Linked DNA regions of Arachis hypogaea: region 1 is linked to region 2. The links are chromatin contacts, called in public Hi-C maps. All regions are on one chromosome and are shown on one strand. The core of a region is the stretch at or near the end of the contact, and the rest is flanking DNA. Distances in the headings are between cores, read along the strand shown.

Region 1 (3,360 bases), core at 559-3,058, 300 kb before region 2:
GGATTCTCTTAATAGCACTCAAAGTTCTCTGAGAACCCCACTGTTAAAAATATTAAGCACAAACAAAACACATATCCATCAATACACTTCATTGAGCAGAGATAAAAATAGTTAAATAATCTAACTTAGTTGATCATTCACTGAAATTAAAAACAAGAGAAACCCAAAATGACATAAAGGTAGAAGCTTAATTCAAAATGACATAAAGTGTTCAGCAAATGAGACCATCTTCCATCGACTTTTGATCCCTCTTCTTTAATAAAGTGTTCCAAAAGCGACTCCTAGAAGGATTACTAACAACCCTAAACATAGTAGCAGAATACGGGTAAGCCTCCATGTTCCTTTGCTCCCCAATATTCCAACTGAACCAGGACATGGTCAGAGCGGTGCTCCACAAAGTTCAGAATTCCCAACAAATGCATTGCTACCCATCAATTTGAATGAATTCCCTGTTGGAATTGAACCCATGATATTGTTGAAGGACACATTGAGAAGTTGTAAACTTTAAGAACTACCAAACTTTTCAGGTATGGGGCCATTGATTTATTTGATAGGTCTATAACACTAAGAACAGGGATACTGGCTAGTTCTTCTGGTATATGACCTATCATATTGTTGTTCGACAAGTTCAGTTTTTCAAGAGCCTGACATTTGGAAAAGCTGTTTAGTATAGTTCCAGATAAGTTGTTCTTATCTAGATCAATAATTGAAATTGACTTACAGGACTCAAACTGAGGAAGATCACCTGAAGTTTTGGCTCCACTTCTCACTGCGAACTTGTTTTCTGCTAGCACAAAACTTAGACACATATTAGCTCTTAAAATAAAATAGAACAAAAAAAACATGACCAGGATTTAACTATCGTTAGTTTTTGGGAACAAATTAGTCATTGTAAAATCTTGCAATAAATCTAATAAGTGCAAACAACTAGTCAATTTGTTCAGAATGTAGGCAATGAAATAGAGAGATCTGAGTCCTATACAAAATGCAAAAAGCAACAACACCTATATTTGGTTTAGATTTTAGATGACTTAGCCACCACAAACATGATTAATTCTAGGCATAAATTAAAAATTTCTGAATAATTCTTTCCTCTCAGTAGAGTTCATGACTTCAGAGAGTCACGATTAGGACCAGAAAAAACATGACCAGGATTTCTGGATTTAGGAAATAGGAGATTACGATTAGGTCATAGTTTGTACCTGAAATAGGGAATTTCCAAATGAAACTGAAGTTGGCTTTGAAAAGAGTTCAGTAACAAATTATAGAGTTAAGATTCAATCTAAAACAAAAGAAAACAAATTAAAGTCGCTCAATACAAACAGAATCATTAAAAAAAGTAGTGAATAAAAAAAAACATGAGTTTATGCTACAGAATAATTGAAGTGAATCTGAGAAATTAGGGATTGAAGAAATTAGATACTAGGTTCTTCTGTGCTTTTTAAGTTGCTTCAGGATCCAAATTAGATTAATGATTAGTACCAAATCAATCTTTGAAGACCTATTCTGTAGTAATGCTAAGCAAATTTTTTATCCAAAAAATTGATGAAAAATCAATGAAGAACAAAAGAGAGAGAGAGAGAGAGAGAGTAAGTGAGTAACTAATTTTGATTGAGCAGCAACAACAACAGTGCAGAGAGACAAAGCAACAGCAGCACCGATGTGATGGAAGCAGTGGAGCGACAGCCGCACGGAAGCAGTAGAGCGACGGATGGAGAATGAGGGTTGAAGTATGCAAGGTGAATTCAGGGATAAAATAAGGGTCGGGGAAAATTGAAATGGTGAATTTGGGGAAATGAAGGAAACGCGAGGAGTGAGTGGGGGAAAAGTTATTTTATTGATAAAAATCGATAGCATACTCGTTGATTTTAATTTAAAAAAAAATGTCTTAGTCGTCGATTTTATATATTAAATCTATACCCTCCATTTTATTTTGAAAAGTGATTAAGATCGTTTAAATTTATCGACGACAAAATGTGTCGATATTTTAAATAATAAAATAGATGCTATGTTCGTCGATTTTAAAATAAAAGTATTTTCCACTCACGGTCCGTCGAGAATATGTCGATAATAAGAGAACGGTTAATGGATTACCAAAAAATCGACGACCTTGCTGTTGACTTTAATATTTTATTTTTAATTATCATTTTTAATAATATCGACAGCAAGCCGTCGAAAAATATCGATGGGAGAGATAACCGTCGATTTTTAGCATCGAAAAATACACTTTTTCTTGTAGTGATATATGTATATTTCAGTTTTAATTTTAATATTTTAATTTTAATTTAATGCAATTAAAGAATATCGTGTTGCATATTTTGATTGTCAAATTAGTAATTAGTCATTGATATTAAATTAATAATGATGTATAAAGTTATTTGTTTGTGTAACTTTGTAAGTTACAAAAGTTAAAAGTTAAATGATAAAAATTAAATATTGCAAAATAAAATTACTTATTGAATGGGTCCGTAAACGATTTTGATTCAATCATGCTCTATTTTGAAAAAAACTATTAAATTTTGTAATGATTGTATTATCAAATTTAAAATAATATTAAATTCTCTTGGTACAAACTCACATTTTTTTTATGTATTATTGCCTTACAACAAATTTCAAAGTGTGGACAATTTATAGTGTCTGTCTTTAATAAGTTCAAGTCTTTTAAGTTTTTCAGATGTGCTCAATCAATAATTTACAAATATAACCCATATAGGGGTTAATAATAATAATTAACTTTTATATTTACCATAAATATTTTTAAAATTCATCTAGTGTAACCGTAATTTCTTTACCCTGTAAACTCACTGCACTCTCCTTTCTATCCACAGAAGTCAGAACCACCACCCCTTTCTCCACTCTTCTGTCTTCTCTGGTCTCTGCTGTTGCCGTCCAGCCCAGCCCTTGCTGCCGGTCTCAGTGCATCTCCCGGCGTCATTCTTAGCCTCTCTCCATCCCTCGTTTATTCTCAGTATCTCTCTTCTCTCTTCGCGTCATTCGCCTCAGTGCGCCATCGTTCTCTCTGCTGTCGTCGTGGCACCCGCATCGTTTCGTTTAGCATCGTCATTCTCAGCAAGTCAGCGTCGTCGTTCTCAGCGAGTCAGCGTCGTCGTTCAGCATCGTGTCATCCCTTCATCGCTGCACTTCTAGAGTTTCAATAGAGCCTCAGCCTCAGGTAAGAATTTTCTTCATTGATTTCATTCAATTTTTTGTTTTATTTATGTTTTTGTTCAGTTTTTTTGTATGAATTCACTTCATTGATTTCATTCAATTGTTTTTTTGTTCTGTTTATGTGTTTGTTCAAATTTTTTTGGTTCTGTTTATGAGGTTTAAAAAATTTTAAATTCTATTTTTATGGTTCCA
Region 2 (3,397 bases), core at 329-2,828:
GTAAGGTAGGGTTTAGAACTTTAGGGTGCGGATAGGATTAGGGTTGAGAGATTTTCAACCCACAAGTAGAGTAGAGTAGAGTTTTAATAAAATTTTCAACCTGCAGGTAGAGTTAGGATAGAGTCCAAATTTTACCATACCCTATCCATTGCCAGCCCTAGATTTAGATGTTACTCTTCACAAGTCATGCATAAATCGTTTTAATAAGGTGCAGTGATTAATATATTATATAAACTACAAAATTTTAGAACGACTTATATATTATTAGAAAAAGAATATTTAGATCTCAAAAATAATTTTAGGAAAATCAAGTAAATTTAGAATGAGATTATTTTATTTAAGTGAAAAAATCTAAATTTAAGTTCCATTTAAAATTTATTACTTAACAATAAATGATCAGATACACAAATATAAATACTTGATTAAGTGGTTTAATGCAATTCTGTTAAGATACTAATTACAATTGGTTAGAGTCTACATCAATACAATATATTCAAAGTAAAAATAAAATGGTCAGCTGCATCTACATCTTGATAATAATATTTTTCAATAATTAACATGTATCTTCTTATTTTATTTTCTAAAAATAATTTAAATATTTTTTATACAAATAGACGAATATTAAGAATTTAATTTTGATATACTTTTTTTTATTAAAGATAGAGAGATTCAAATTCGCGATCTTTTAGATGAGTATGAAAAAATTATGCTATTATATAAAATAATTTTACATATGCATCTAATAATATAATATCACATTATAAAAAATTATTATTATTTTTATTAACTATATGAATAATCATTTAAGTAGATGGATATGATTGTATAACTATAAACTATTAGCATCAAAATTAAACTAAAAATATTAAGGGGATGCTCCCATAAAAACGCAAAAAACGTCTTTTTTTAAAGATATTTTTTAATAATTAAAATTTAACACATATAATCACTTAAATTATGTTATTTTTGTCAAAATTAGGTCAGACAAATTAATTTAACCGAAAAATAGTGAATCAAATTTTAAATTCGTCTAAATTAATATTATTTTTTTATAAAAAATGACTACAATATCCTATTATATAAAATGACTAAAATACTCTTATTATATATATTAATTTTGAGAATTTTAAATTCTAGCCCTTTTCTTCTCTATCGTTAGGGATATTTTAGTTGTATTTTATAATAGGGATATTGTAGTAATTTTTTATAAAAAAATATTAATTTATACTGGTTTAAAAATTTAATTTATTAATTTTTTTGCTAAACTGATTTGTCCAGTCTAATTTTAATAAAAATAATACAATTTAATTGATTATATGTGTTAAATTCTAATTTTTAAAAAACACCTTTAAAAAAAAAATATTTTTGACATCTTTATCTAAGTGGCTCCCAAATATTAATATTATAAATGAGGCAGGAAATATTTATTTATTAGATATAATATGGAAGTCTTGTCGCTGAATTTCATGAGCCCAGCAGGGTTTATCACCGTCTGGAGCAATAAAGGGAAAAAGAAAATTGAATTAAGAACCAAGCCAAGATTCGAGTATAAATAGAAGGGATGGAAAGCAGATAATGATACTGAACCTTTAATTTGAAGTTACGCATTTTCTGCTTCTATCTTGTTGTTACGTTAGTTATTGTTCGCATGCCTCCATGGCTAATAACTTTCTCGCGTTAGCTTGCGTGTGCAACGATGGAGGCTCGAGTTCCGGCCACCTTTCGCCGCGACCACGCTACCCTTCTATGCCGAGGTATCCAAAGGGCGTCTCGGCGGCAGAAGGGAGCAGCATGGACACTATGGTCTTGGCAAAAGCCTATTTCTGCGTCACTGGAATGACTTGCTCCGCCTGTGCCGGCTCCGTCGAAAAATCCATCAAACGCCTTCCGGGTATTCGTGAGGCCGTCGTAGATGTTCTTAACAACCGTGCTCAGGTCCTCTTCTACCCCACTTTCGTTAACGTAAGTACACCATTATTAAACTTTACTAGTTATTGCTAACCCTAGCTATCATATCTTACGTGAATGTGTATATATGTGATTTCAAGGATTTTGCTTCCATTGATTATTGTACTATGCAGAACTGAATGAACAATGGAGATTGTGATGCTCATACACGTTTGACAATTCTTTATCCGGTTTTGTGACTAATTAATCAATTATATGAACATGAAATTATCAAGTTTTACATCCAAATTTTTAATTAAGTATTTCTTTAATAACAATTATTCTTCCCTTAGTCTTATTTTAGTATTGTCTTATCATACTATATTCTCGTGGAAGTAATCCATTCCTACTGCACAGTTGAACTCTAACAACATTGATGTTGATTTATGAAACCCTAAAAAAATGAATAGTACATCATTTTTTATCTTTTATTTTTATATAGGATCATTCTAGTATATGATTATGCTATAATGAATACGGTGGTTATAATTTATTTTTTATATATTATTTTAAAAAGTACTTTATTTAATGATAATAAAAATATACTAAATTCGATATATCTATACTTCTATATTATTCATATAAAAAAAATTAATACACAGTTTTTTTTTTTTGAAGTACTCTTATATATATGAATCCAAATGTAGATACCCACTTACATTTTTTTTGTCTAAACATGGAAAGAAACAAAGCAAATACTATCTTATATTCGAGCGAATGATTTGCTGGAGATCAGTACAAGACTCAAACCAAATAACATGATTAGAGTTAATCTTGACACCATATCTAGTCATCCAATAACCTTGTCACGGAAAGAAATCTTGGAAGTCACCCTAGAACTAAGGTTGCCCTTACTTGATCCCTCCTTCACACCTAATGCAAACCCTTTCACGCTCTCCCCCTTATCTCTTTCGATGGCATGACCATTTTTTTCACCGTGTTTCACTTTCAAACGCTCTCTCCCGCTCTCTCCTTCTCTCATTCTCCTTCTCTCATTCTCCCTGAGTACAGAGTACGTACTCTTTTTCTGCTAGGGTTTTCTCCGTTGCTAGTTGCTTCTTGATCTTATACCCACTTACATATTCAAAACATATATAGCATACATAAAGAGAAGAAGAGAGAGTAAATAATATTTTTGTGGACCTCCCTTTTTTTTTCCTATTTAAAATATGTACTTATGTATGCTATGTTGTATAATTTGAATATGTACGTGAGTATCACCAAATTCAAAATTTCTTAACTAACTTATAAATCACTTACTTGTCATCTCAGTTAATTATATTTTTATTATTTTTATAGATAGTTAATAAATAAAAGAGTGTAGTCATTAGTTAATATAATACAAAAAGTGAGTCAATCAAGCTTTTTTTTTTAATAATTAACATTAAAACTCTCGTAAAATTGGCAACTAGAGAATGGATCAAATTGTTTGAGCATGCATGAACTTCTT

What was found. A called contact is a pair of places that touch in the nucleus more often than the background predicts.
Region 1: a contact with region 2 is called in a Hi-C map of leaf, with 2.1 times the contacts expected there. The contact joins the promoter of LOC112732776 here to the promoter of LOC112732772 in region 2. A contact is called at or near these places in 2 of 8 Hi-C or Micro-C datasets (both in leaf).

Annotation. Positions count from the first base shown.
Region 1 is chr13:114,745,880-114,749,239 of arahy.Tifrunner.gnm2.J5K5, reverse strand. It overlaps LOC112732776 (sodium/hydrogen exchanger 8), which reads right to left and starts at 1,808. Exons shown (of 10, transcript XM_025781571.3): 1 at 1,603-1,808; 2 at 722-784; 3 at 1-40.
Region 2 is chr13:114,445,156-114,448,552 of arahy.Tifrunner.gnm2.J5K5, reverse strand. LOC112732772 (probable copper-transporting ATPase HMA5) reads left to right here and starts at 1,578. Exons shown (of 6, transcript XM_025781552.3): 1 at 1,578-1,962. The coding sequence starts at 1,657.